2 separate regions of the Triticum aestivum genome follow, and region 1 is linked to region 2. Evidence: chromatin contacts called from public Hi-C data. All regions are on one chromosome and are shown on one strand. Each heading gives the region's core, a stretch centred on a gene start, on an enhancer-like site or on the middle of the called end of the contact. The rest is flanking DNA. Distances are from core to core; before and after follow the strand shown. Region 1 holds the start of LOC100125748 (probable mixed-linked glucan synthase 6). Region 2 holds the start of LOC123164384 (alpha/beta hydrolase domain-containing protein 17B).

Region 1 (6,433 bases), core at 1,221-3,720, 630 kb before region 2:
CGCGGTTGATGGGGTTCAGCTTGGGGAGCTGATCCAGCAGCCAGGAGAAACCGAACCAGAACTCGCCGCAGATGGATGTCACCCACAGCCACATGGCGTCAGGGTTCTTGTGGGAAATACGCCAGATCACGAACAGGGTGAAGGCGATGAGACGGACGAAGATCAGCACCCTGCATTGCATTATTCACATTCACCGTCAGTTACAGTTCATCATCAACTCACTCTTAGTAAAAATTGTTTGGATTAATCGAGTGCTGGCTATGTTGGTGCGATGATTGGGTGCAATTATTGGAGGGAACATGCGCCATGTTCATCTTTTCCCTTTGCATTTCTTTTCCCTATCAGACAGCTAGTTTTAATTTTTTTGCAAATGCCAAAAGGCGAGAGGGAAGGGCATCATGTTCGCATTGACAGCCAAGGCGGGTGCTGGCAAGTCAATGAGTGTGAGCTGGCACACTTGGCAGCAAACGGCGCCGTGTATGAGCACCGACATGCCTCGGCTGTCAGTAGGCCCGGGCCCCTCCCTCACCCGTCGTACGAGGGCATGGACGCGACCGCCAGAGGTGGTGCCGCTGGATTCCTTGCTCCATTAATGGGCCTCTTTTCTCGTTAAGTTTTCTTCTTCTTATTTATTTATGCTATTGGCGCCAAAAAGTCGTTGGAACCTTCTCCTGCTAATCGTTACTACTAGTAGGAGTAGTACTTTGGAGTAGTAGTAATCTTTTTCTTGTTAATCTTTGCAGTACTTTGAAGATGTTGTGCCGAGTGCACTTGACATATGCTAGTAGTGTTTATCTAGCACGCGCATTTCTTCTGAGTTGTAACTCTGCCACTTTAATATGGCTTTTCTCGGTGCCAACATGACTCACGCATTCTTCTGGGAAAAAAGGCATTCATGCGGTGGCACCACTTCTTTTTCTTCTCCTCCTTTCTATGACACGATATGGCATGATAATCTTCTTCTCGTTTTCTCCAATAAAACGGCTGAACAAAAACTAACGTACTACAGGCTCCATCTATAACTAGACTAGATGCCGAAAAATCTCATATACTACCATACCATACATACATGCATACGTTTCTCCAGTGACAAAAAAGGACATGTTACTTGCTTTTATATCTTGTCCCAACCCCAAAAGTTTAACCAACTTTCTCACTGCGACGTCCCCAGGGAGGATGGCGACGAGGCTTTTAATGATGTGGCTTGGATTCACGTGCAAGCCATGCCCACTGTCATCTCGTTTCACCTCGGATTCCTATTGCTATTGCACACCCAGATTTTATTAACTCTAAAGTGGCAAGGATTTATTAGCCGCCAGGGTGGCCACCGGGGCCCACCTGCCAGGCAGGCCCAACGGCTAACGTCCCCTCAAGCGGGCCCATGCAGCAGTGACTACGACTACTAGTAAAATGGAAGAACCAGCGCCCCGCCGCACCGAGCCGACAGCCCACACCGGGACGCGCTGTTTTGGGTGGATTCGAGCCATCATTGAACCGCCTCTAACGTGCACCTGTCTCGGACTTGTCAAATTTTAATCCAAGTTTACATTAATTAACTACTCCATTAATTACTGTGATTAACACCGACCAGACCATGCTACTACTAGTCCTAGGAGTACTAGCGCCACCGGTCAAGATCAAATAATCGTGACTGTCAACCTTGGCGTTGTGCTTGTTGGCTTAATCATTTTAGACTTGTTGTGCAAAAGAGTGGTAATAATAAATACTTATACAGTAAGTATGAAATACGTAATTGTTACTGTGACGCAGATATAGTAGGGAGTTTAGTTGCACGTACCGGTAGGGGTGGAGGAGGACACCCTTGATTTTCTCGGTGCGGAAGACGGGGCGGTCGTCAACGGCGGCACCGCTTTCGTCGGTCTCGCCGTCCTCGCCGAGCTCCACGCCCACCCAGCTCTCGTCGTTGACGGCGCCTATCTGCCCCATGGCCACGATGTCCATGTCGAGCGAGGAGGCGGCAGACGCCACCGCGGCCGATCCCGTGCAGGCGCACACCTGGAAGCCGCAGACGCAGGGCTTCCCGCTGGCGGGCGCGGTAGCGGCAGCAGCCGGCTCGTTGCTCCGCACGCGGCCTCCTCCGGCCACCGCTGGCGCCATGGCCGTCGTCCTCAATGCACGCACTCACTCTCCTTTACGACAAGGAGAACAAGCCGAACAATGGCAGGGAGGCAGGCAAGGTAGCTCTCCACGCTCAGGCAATGGGCGAGGCAGCCTTTAGCATGTGCAGGGAGAGAGAAAAGGAAGCAATGAATGAATGTAGGGGAGGGAGAGGGGAGGAGGAGGAGGTGCGAGAAATGACGAGTAAAGTACGTGGGGGATTTATGGGCTGGGAGGCACAAGAAGTGTCGGTAGGGGTTTCAAGCTTTGCTCTGCTCAGCTCGCTTGTCTTGCTGAGCTATCCAACCAACGGGTTGGAGGTGTCTGTGGGTTGTAATTGTGTTTGAGCGGTGTGCGGGTGTGTTTATATGTAGGTGGTGGACTGGCGAGCACATTGCTGCGTGTACGCGTGTATGCCCAGCCCAGCCCAGCCCATATGCATATGCATATCATCTCGCCGCACCGCACCGCACCTCACCTACCTACCAGGTTGCTTCCACTCATATTCCTGCCCCTGCCTGCTGTGCCATGTGATTTGTGATGCCCTCCCCTCCCCTCCCTGCGCAAGAAAACTAGTGATAATTAGCTTGCATTTCCGGTTTTTATTTTATCTTTTCGCTTGCATAAGTACTTCATTGTTGATTAATTAATGAATTGATTGGTGCCGCAAGATGGGACGATTTCCTTTTCCACCGATTGATTGTTATGTTAATGTAATATAGTACTAATCAGAGAGGAGAAGGAGAAGGAGCTGGGCGTAGAATAAAGGTACCAGGGCGATGAGTGGCGATGATGATTAGTTTGTTTGTTATGTGCCTGTTTTTTCTCTCTCTTTTATTAATTAACTTGGTGGGGTTTGTGAGCTTGGGCTTCTTTGCTGCCCTTGATTGAAAGATTCTTTTCTTGCGCCTTTTCTGCTCTCCCCCAGTCCAAGCTGAAGCCAGCCTGACCCGTGAGTCCCTGTAGCCATCCTGCAGCATCGCCATGCATCAGTGAGCTGTTTTGAGTACCGTACAAGCCTCTTTGCTCTGCTGTGACCATGCAGCCCAACGGAATTTTTAGCCTCTTGATGTGTATGTGCAAGTTGGGTTGGGAGAAACATTTTGGAGCACTAGTAGCAAACTGCGAGGACTCGCTCATACGTATTCTTGTCTTGTTGGTTGAAAAGTGGCATGCAGCAGAGCCACGGAAGGCAACAGTGGTCGGAGTAATATCGGTCACAGCAAAAGGTGGACATGCAGAGCCCGGTTCTACTACTGCCTCTTTCCTTTCCCCCCTTTGGTTTTGGTTTTGGTTTTGGTTTTGGCGAGGAAATGCTTCACGAGAAGAGAAGGAATGCGTTGGTCCCCTGGCCGGTTCATTGCCACAAGGAGGCTTGCCGTTCTGCCCGTTACGACGTCCCTATAGGAGCGGCGGGGAACGTCGCGCGCGTATCCGACGAGAAATCACGGCGGGAGGAGCATATAATCCGTCCTGATGGAGCTCCCTGAACTAACTAACGGGAGGAATTAAGCATGAGGTCTGCAGCTCGCTCGCGCCCGGCCAATTTGCAAACTAGGCCAGTTGTTAGGACAATGATGCGCGCGCGCCAGGCCACACGGCCCCGTGTCCAGACCCCGAACTAACCATACCGCCACTGAGAGGACAATTAAACCAACACACAAGAACAAGACGATCGAGGATGGAGAGGCCGGAAGAGTAATTAACCGGCGGTTGCTGTTGCTGTTGCATCGACGATCCAACCACATATGCGGGCACGCTAGCCCCCAGCATTCATGATAAACTATACTACTGTTACTACACTCAACGAGTCCCACAACATTTACGAGGAGAGGGGATGGGAGGGAAACGGACGCAATTTTAACGCTTCACGCCAACGGTAATGTAATGTGCGTGCATCTCCATCCGGGGCACACGTACTGACTCACTTGTTTGTGTGCGCGCGTCCGTGGAGAGGACGCTAATGACCTTATTGACGCCCACAGCTATGCCATCTGCAAAGCAGATTTCAGGCCCTTTACTGAACCACTACATCAAGATAATTCCTAAGCTGCTTCCCTCTGTTTCCCTAGAAATACAGCCCTTAAGGCATCGTTTTAGACTTGAGTTTTGTTTACATTAAAGTTCACCATGCAAGGTGTGTATTTCGTTGTGTCCAATGACCAGCCCAAGACTTTCCTCTTCAATTGCAATCTCAGTTTCTTGCTTGTTCTTTATTTGCCTACAGGAAATAGACCCTCGTGGTCAGGTTGATCATGCTCCGATATGGTCATTAACCTTTCGAAGTTGGATTAGCGATTGCTAAGGCGCGACGTCTTTGCACGTTTATAGTTGGATCATCAAAGTCGATTTCCACCGAAAATGGTAGTTATTATCTCATCGATATTGGAAATATGCCCTAGAGGCAATAATAAATTGGTTATTATCATATTTCCGGTTCATGATAAATGTTTATTATTCATACTAGAATTGCATTGACCGAAAACTTAAATACATGTGTGAATACATAAACTACACTGTGTCCCTAGTAAGCCTCTACTAGACTAGCTCGTTGATCAAAGATGGTTATGGTTTCCTGACCATAGACATGAGTTGTCATTTAATAACGAGATCACATCAGTAGGAGAATGATGTGATGGACAAAACTCAACCGTAAGCTTAGCATGACATCATATCATTTAGTTTTGCTATAGCTTTATTCATGTCAAGTATTTGTTCCTTCGACCATCAGATCATGCTACTCCCGGATACCGGAGGAATGCCTTGTGTGCTATCAAACGTCACTTTCTAACTAGGTGATCATAAAGGTGCTCTACAGGTATACCTGATGGTCTCTGTTGGGTTGCATGGATCGAGACTGAGATTTGTCACTCCGTGTGACGGGGAGATATCTCTAGGCCCTCTCGGTAATACAACATCACAAGAAGCTTCATGTGACTAATGAGTTTAGACACGGGATCTTGTATTACGGAACAAGTAAAGGGACTTGCCGGTAATGATATTGAACTAGGTATGGAGATACCGACGATCGAATCTCGGGCAACTAACATATAGCCGGACAAAGGGAATTGCATACGGGATTACCAAAATCCTCGACATTGTGGTTTAACCGATAAAGATCATCGTTGAATATCTGTGGACCAATATGGACATCTAGTTCCCGCTATTGGTTATTGACTAGAGAGGAGTCTCAGTCATGGTTGCATGATTCTCGAACCCGTAGGGTCGCACGCTTAACGTTCGTTGACGCTAGAGTAGTATTGGGATATGTACAATGGTGACCGAAGGTTGTTTGGAGTCCTGGATGAGATCCCGGATGTCACGAGGAGTTCTAGAATGGTCCCGAGGTAAAGATTGATATATAGGGTGTCATTTCTAGGGTACTGGAAAAGTTCGGGGGAATACCGGCATTGTATCGGGGGCCACCGAATGGTTCCGAGGGACCACCAGTGGGTCCCACCAGCCCCAGGGGCCACTATGGGCTGAAGGGGGGTGCCCTAGCCTAGTGAGGCTAGGCGCACCAGCCCCAAGAGTCCATGTGGCTTGGGGGACAAGAAACCCTGAGGGGGAAGGGAGGAATCCCATCTGTCGTACGGGAGAGGGACTCCTCCCCCCTTGGCCGCACCCCTCCTTGGAGGAGGGGCTAAGAGCTGCACCCCCGCCCTTGCCCCTATATATAGTGTAGGGAGAGGAGGGGAGCCGAACCCTAAACCCTTTCCCAGGCTCCTCCCCCTTCCTACCACCATATTCTCTCGGTACGGCTTGGTCAAGCCCTAATGAAGTAACTCCACCACCATCTCCACCACGTCGTCGTGCTGATCGAGATCCCATCTACTTCTCCCCCTTCTCTTGTTGCATCAAGGAGGAGGAGACGTCACTAAGCCGCACGTGTGCTAAACTCGGAGGTGCCGTCCGTTCGACGCTAGATCCGTTTGGATCGTGATTGGATCACGAAGAGTACGACTACATCAACCGAGTTATATACGCTTCCGCTTTCGGTCTACAAGTGTATATAGACACACTCCCCTATCGTTGCTATGCATCTCCTAGATTGGATCTTGGGTGTTTTGTAGGATTTTTTTTTGATTTCCATGCTTTGTTCCCCATCAGTGGCATCATGAGCTAGGTCTATGCGTAGATGTATATGCATGAGTAGAACAAAAAGTTGTTGTGGGCGTTGATGTTCAGATTGCTTACTTCCCTTGTCTTATTTGGATTCAGCGGTATTGTGGGATAAAGCGACTCGGACCAACCTTACATGTCCTCGCACATGAGACCCGTTCCACCGTTTGACATGCAACTAGTATAGCATAAA
Region 2 (6,378 bases), core at 2,325-4,824:
CGTTAAAAAGCACGGGCACTTTGATAGTTTTGTTAGTAAAGAGACTTACATGAATAACAAGCACTGGGCATTTCACCTTCTTTATTTTTTTGACATTCTGCAAGAACAATTTAGCTGGACGTTAGTAAACCTACTCTGAAGGCACAAAAGGTAGAGACCGAAATGGAATAATCAATTTTGAGATGCTTACTTTGTAAATGTCGAAGCAAAATGTAAAGTTCACATGGCAAACAACACGGAGGCCTGACAGTATAGCACTGTGAAGAACCACACCGCGCAATCTTGGTAAACGAGATGCTAAATGCAATGTGGGCCCACTGCCAACAGATTGTCCATACAGGATAAGCTCTTCCTGGCTGATTCCGTACTCAGTTTCTAAGCACTGGTAAACTGCTTCAATATCTGCATATGTATTCTCTTCACTTGGCTGCACTTGAAAAGACAAGCATAAAAATCCTTTCACAAAAATGCATTCCTTGAGGAAGAAACATGGACATGCGCATGCTCAGTGGAAATGCCAATTAGGTGACAGTAATTCAAAGTGAAAGTGCCATATGATTTAGTTCAAATAAGCAAATACAGGATACAGAGACATTAATATCTAACTCCCAGTAGGGCAAAACATAAATTTCAAATACCACCACCCATAGCATTTTGTTTGTTCCTTTATCTTGATGATAGTGGAACCTGGTCCATGTTGGATAGTATGGAACAAAAAAAAAAGGAAAATTCTCACTTCATTTGAATGCAGGGCCCCCAAAATAGACAGCAGAAACAATCAACATAACATGTTCTCCATTTCAATGGATAAAGCCGCAATAAATGAACTTGAGAAAATGCATAGATAGTTGATACAGACATTTATATCTGTCCTTTAGGATAAATGTATAAGACTATAGTCACAATGGGCAGTAACTTAGGCTAGTCATAGTGGGAGTAACTTAGCAAGTAACATAGCGCACTCCGAGAAATTTTTGCTTATGTGGCATGTAGTTAATGAGAAGTGGTAACATAATATGTTACTGTAACATAGCGCTTTCCAAGATAAGATGAGTCTACAAGCTAATTAATGAAGGTAGTAACTTAGACTAGTGTCATATGCATGACACTAGTATAAGTTACTCCCCACTATGACCAGCCTTAGACTAGTAACATGCATATGTTACTAGTCTATGTTACTACCTCTATAGTGTGGAGTAACATATGTGTGGTGTCATGCAATACTTCATTTATTAGGTTGTAGACTCATCTTGTCTTGGTATATGTGATGTTACAGTAATAACTAGCTATGTTACCACATTCCCTTATTTCCTCATTAATTACTCGCCACATCATTGTTTTGCCTAGAGATGTGTGAAGTTACCACCTATATTACTCCCACTGTAGGTGGTCCAAAAGGCATGCCCAAATTACTGTTTAGCCTGAATTTTACAATGGCAGTGGCTGAGAACAAAAGTTGCAGACATATAAAAGATTTATAATGGCCATGATATATAAAAGGTTTATAAGACTGGCCATAGTGGGGGTAACATAAGCGGTATCATACACTTGGGACTCGCAAACATGCTTATGTGGCAAACAATTAAAGAAGAGAGAGAGCGTTATAGTAACATAAGTAGATACCGTATCATAATTAATGTTATGCCATTATATGTCTTGCATGGCAATAAATGAAACCATATATGATACTAACCTATGATACTATGCACTATAGATGTAGTATCATACACTAGTATCATATGCATGATACTAGTGTATAGTATCATATGCTTGATACTAGTGTATGATACTCCCCACTATGACCAGCCTAATGGCTATGATATGACTGGAAGGCACCAGTCGGGGGCATGGGCCAAACCTTCTTCAGTTGAGTTGTAGACAAATGCAGCTTGTTCTTGGAAACTGAAACTGAACCACATTTCTCGAGGTATCTTAATTAATTCAGGTTGTTGGTAGTAGTGCTATCATTCCATGCCTACATTAGTCAAGTAAGGAAACTAAAATTTACCCCATGACATAAGCAACCTATATTCAGTAGTAGTATTCACCAAATAATGAACCCGCAGTAGAGTCGACGGTAAAATTAAAATTAAACCTTACTGTAAAGAGTAACTACTTATTACCTTGCCAGTAGATGCTCCGTACCCCGAGTAGTCATATCTGCAGTTATAAAATTAAAAAGTAAATCACGTCAGGCTTTTCTGCACAGCAAATCTTGTGTACCTCCAGACCACATTGAAATTGCAACAGCAGGAAAAAAAACTGGCGAAAAAAAATACTGCATGGTTGTAACTGAGGATTCAAGATCAGCTAATCGGACTGATTATTATTATATGTGTACTATTTAGAGAATCGTCAGGCACTGCTTTCCTCCCTTTTAATAATAAATAATAAATATATACTGTACTAGTTAGGTTGCAGATATCCCGTCCCGTGTTCCCGCAAATCATCTGCCCCAATAACCAAATCTACTTGATGTCGTACGTACAAGCATTTGTGATAGGAAATGCAGGACTGAAAAAACATGTCAGATAATAATTCCTACTAGTAGAAGAGAAGCAGAAAAAAGCAGTGTAGGGGTAGAATGAGGTGTCCTCCCTCCTAGAGAAGAGAAATCGAAAGCGAAAGCACAGCACAATGTACCACTAACCCCATCAGATTGACCTTGAGATTGACCTTGAGCTGCACAAAGAGATCGTAGAGCTGGGCGAGGTCGGCGGCGTTGCCGTGCGAGTAGAGCAGGGTGAGGCGCGCGCAGGGGTTCCTGAGGTAGAAGGCGACGACCTTGGTCCCCCTGGTGGTGTCGAGGAGCAGCACATCCAAGGCGTTGTCCCGCGGGACGCCGGAGGCGACGAGGCGGCCGGTGGCCTCGTCCTTGCGGAGGGCGTAGGTGGGCGGGTCCGGCGGGAAGAAGGCGAACCTCGCCGCGAGACTGGACACCGAGCACCCCGAAAGCATCGGTGGCAGCGCTCAGTCATCGACAGGCGGCGGCGGCGGTGCTGCTGCTCATAGAGGGAGCCTCTCCCCTCCTCCTGTTTCACTTTCACCACCAAACGATCAAATGGATCGAAAAATTTCCCAAACTTGGGGGCGAACGGAAAGGATAAAAAAACAAAATCCCCAGCTTGGGGATTTCTCGGTGAAAAAACTAAGAGGAACTAGGGGTGGGTGTGGATCTTCATCCCAAGGGACTTGTTCAGTGAGAGTAGAAGCCAAATCGACAAAAAAAATCAAGAAGAAATTGGCTCAGTCCCTGCTCCCCAGGGGAATCCCCCGAAGTCGTATGAACCAGAAGTCCGTCGTTTGGTGGGATGGGGTGGGAGGTTTTACGAGGGTTTAGTGCATTGTGGGTGGGTGGGAAATGGCGAATGCGAGCAGCAAAGAGGGAGGAAGGGGAGAATGAGGAAGAAGAAGAAGAGCAAGGGGCGGGGAGGGTGTGGACCAGTAGCAGTAGGGAAGGGAGAGCTCCGCCTCAGGCCTCAGCCACGCTGCCACTGCCATTTATTACTCATGCTGCACAGAGACAGAGGGGGGGAGGGAGGGAGGGTGGTGGACTGATGTGCGGTGTGTGCGTGCGTGCGTGCGTGCGTGAGAAAGAGAGCGAGAGCGTGCGCGTGTAGCAGGTGTAGGGGTGAGGACCAGGCAGGGCAGGGCAGGCGAGGTGATGAAATGAAACTGGAACAGGGCAGCGGAAAGCGCAGGCGATCCCCACACCTTTGCAAAAGATGTTCTTCCTTTCTTCACATGTTCTCGCAGCGGGGATGCGATTTTGTCACGCCGCACGCACGCACGGATGGACTGGACGCAAAAAAACGGCGCCCCGGAAGGATCACGCTGCCCGAGTTTCAAGGCTCAAAATTAGAATTTTTTTTCCTTTTAGATCATAGTACTTTCTTTCCTTTCAGGTGGTGAAAATGCCGCTTTGCTAAATCCATATGTGTTTTGCACATAGGCCCGCGTGCGAGTTTTCATCTCTCTGTCTCAGAATAAATATCTCACAACTTTGAATAATTTTATGCTAAAGTTAATATAAAATTGAGACACTTGAAGTATATTTCTATCTCTACTACTCCATCTCCCTCTATTCCCTTATACAAGGCCACTATCAAAAATACATTTTACATCAATATAAGGCCACCAACAGTAATCGAGGCAAAAATTAATAATGTTTTCTCGTACTAACAACTTTTTAATACTTATATGCATGTAGTTATAATAACACTCAGGCACTTCTTTTCCATTCATTCGTTGCATGCTTGTGGTGTATTAATGATCCCGGTTAACGAAAATAAAAGTTGACTTGCAAAGAAGTCATTAAATTTTATCTTGATACCTGTAATATGAGTTTGTGGCCTTATATAAGGAAATGGAGGGAGTACTACTTAAAAGGATTTAAGGTTCCATGTTTCTGAGCATGTACTTTTATTTTCTTTTCTTTGCTCCGCTTGCGAGCTGTAATACCTTTATGACTTTGTGATACTTCGAGACTTTTTAATAAGATGGTTGCATGCATCATTATGATGCAGAGGCCGGGGGCACGCCTCCATTTTCAAAAACATGTTTCTCTTTTATTCCCCCCAACCTTCATTCAACCTTCCCCCTATGATAATCAATCATCGCATTTACTTATCTTTCGAACCAATTTCACTTTAATTTACTTATCAAAATTTTCATCAAAATATAAGGTAAATCACACGCAAGATTTGATAAACATTTATTTACACAATTGCATTAATATGCGAAGGTAAATCACAAGCTAACGTACTAAAATACTTATTCACGTTGCAACACACGGGCATTGTCCTAGTAGAGAAAAAATGCCGCCATCAGCGATACAAGGAAAGGGTCCCCCGGATCACGCGAGTCAGGGCATCCCCTTGTCCCCATGATGTACGCCAAAGCCCCGAACACTGGCCTCCTGCATCTCTCCACCGAAAGCAAATATAACAAGGTGATATAAACGGACTATAAAAATTTAAATAATATATTATTGTTGAGTTGGAGGACCGCGAAGAGAAGAGTGGAGAGAGGAGTGTTGTAGATTAAGGCTGGTCATAGTGGGAGTAACATAGATAGTAACATGGATGTCACATAAGCAAAAATTATGTTGTGGCAAGTAGTTAATGAGGAGAGAGGCAAATAGAGTAACATAATATGTTACCATCACATTGCGCTTCCCAATGCATAATGAGTCTACAAAGTAATAAATGAAGGCATCTGTGTCACCACACTTATGACACTACCCACTATGAGACTAACAACAGAAGAGTTGTATATGATGCAACCAGAAGGTTTTGTCGATCCTAAAGGTGCTAACAAAATGTGCAAGCTCCAGCGATCCATCTATGGACTGGTGCAAGCATCTCGGAGTTGGAATATACGCTTTGATGAGTTGATCAAAGCACATAGTTTTATACAGACTTGTGGTGAAGCTTGTATTTACAAGAAAGTGAGTGGGAGCTCTGTAGCATTTCTGATATTATATGTGGATGACATATTGCTGATTGGAAATGATATATAATTTCTGGATAGCATAAAAGGATACTTGAATAAGAGTTTTTCAAAGAAAGACCTCAGTGAAGCTGCTTACATATTGAGCATCAAGATCTATAGATATAGATCAAGACGTTTGATAAGTTTTTTCACTGAGTACATACCTTGACAAGATTTTGAAATAGTTCAAAATGGAACAGTCAAAGAAAGAGTTCTTGCCTGTGTTACAAGGTGTGAAATTGAGTAAGACTCAAAGCCCGACCACGACAGAAGATAGAAAGAGAATGAAAGTCATTCCCTATGCCTCAGCCATAGGTTCTATAAAGTATGCCATGCTGTGTACCAGATCTATTGTATACCCTACCACTGAGTTTGGCAAGGGAGTACAATAGTGATCTAGGAGTAGATCACTCGACAGCGGTCAAAATTATCCTTAGTGGAATAAGGATATGTTTCTCGATTATGGAGGTGACAAAAGGTTCGTCGTAAAGGGTTACGTCGATGCAAGTTTTTGACACTGATCCAGATGACTCTAAGTCTCAATCTGGATACATATTGAAAGTGGGAGCTATTAGCTAGAGTAGCTCCGTGCGGAGCATTGTAGACATAGACATTTGCAAAATACTTACGGATCTGAATATGACAGACCCGTTGACTAAAATTATCTCACAAGCAAAATATGATCACACCTTAATACTCTTTGGGTGTTAATCACATAGAGATGTGAACTAGATTACTAACTCTAGTAAACCCTTTGGGTGTTGGTCACATGTCGATGTGAACTATGGGTGTTAACCACATAAAGATGTGAACTATTGATGTTAAATCACATGGCGATGTGAACTAGATTATTGACTCTAGTGCAAGTGGGAGACTGAAGGAAAT

The links. A called contact is a pair of places that touch in the nucleus more often than the background predicts.
Region 1: a Hi-C map of leaf shows a contact between it and region 2, with 2.8 times the contacts expected there. The contact joins the promoter of LOC100125748 here to the promoter of LOC123164384 in region 2. A contact is called at or near these places in 2 of 5 Hi-C or Micro-C datasets (both in leaf).

The regions. Positions count from the first base shown.
Region 1 is chr7D:368,417,873-368,424,305 of IWGSC CS RefSeq v2.1, reverse strand. It overlaps LOC100125748 (probable mixed-linked glucan synthase 6), which reads right to left and starts at 2,470. Exons shown (of 3, transcript XM_044586105.1): 1 at 1,799-2,470; 2 at 1-170. The coding sequence starts at 2,118.
Region 2 is chr7D:367,789,706-367,796,083 of IWGSC CS RefSeq v2.1, reverse strand. LOC123164384 (alpha/beta hydrolase domain-containing protein 17B) reads right to left here and starts at 3,574. Exons shown (of 5, transcript XM_044581826.1): 1 at 2,651-3,574; 2 at 2,124-2,160; 3 at 191-427; 4 at 50-97. The coding sequence starts at 2,958.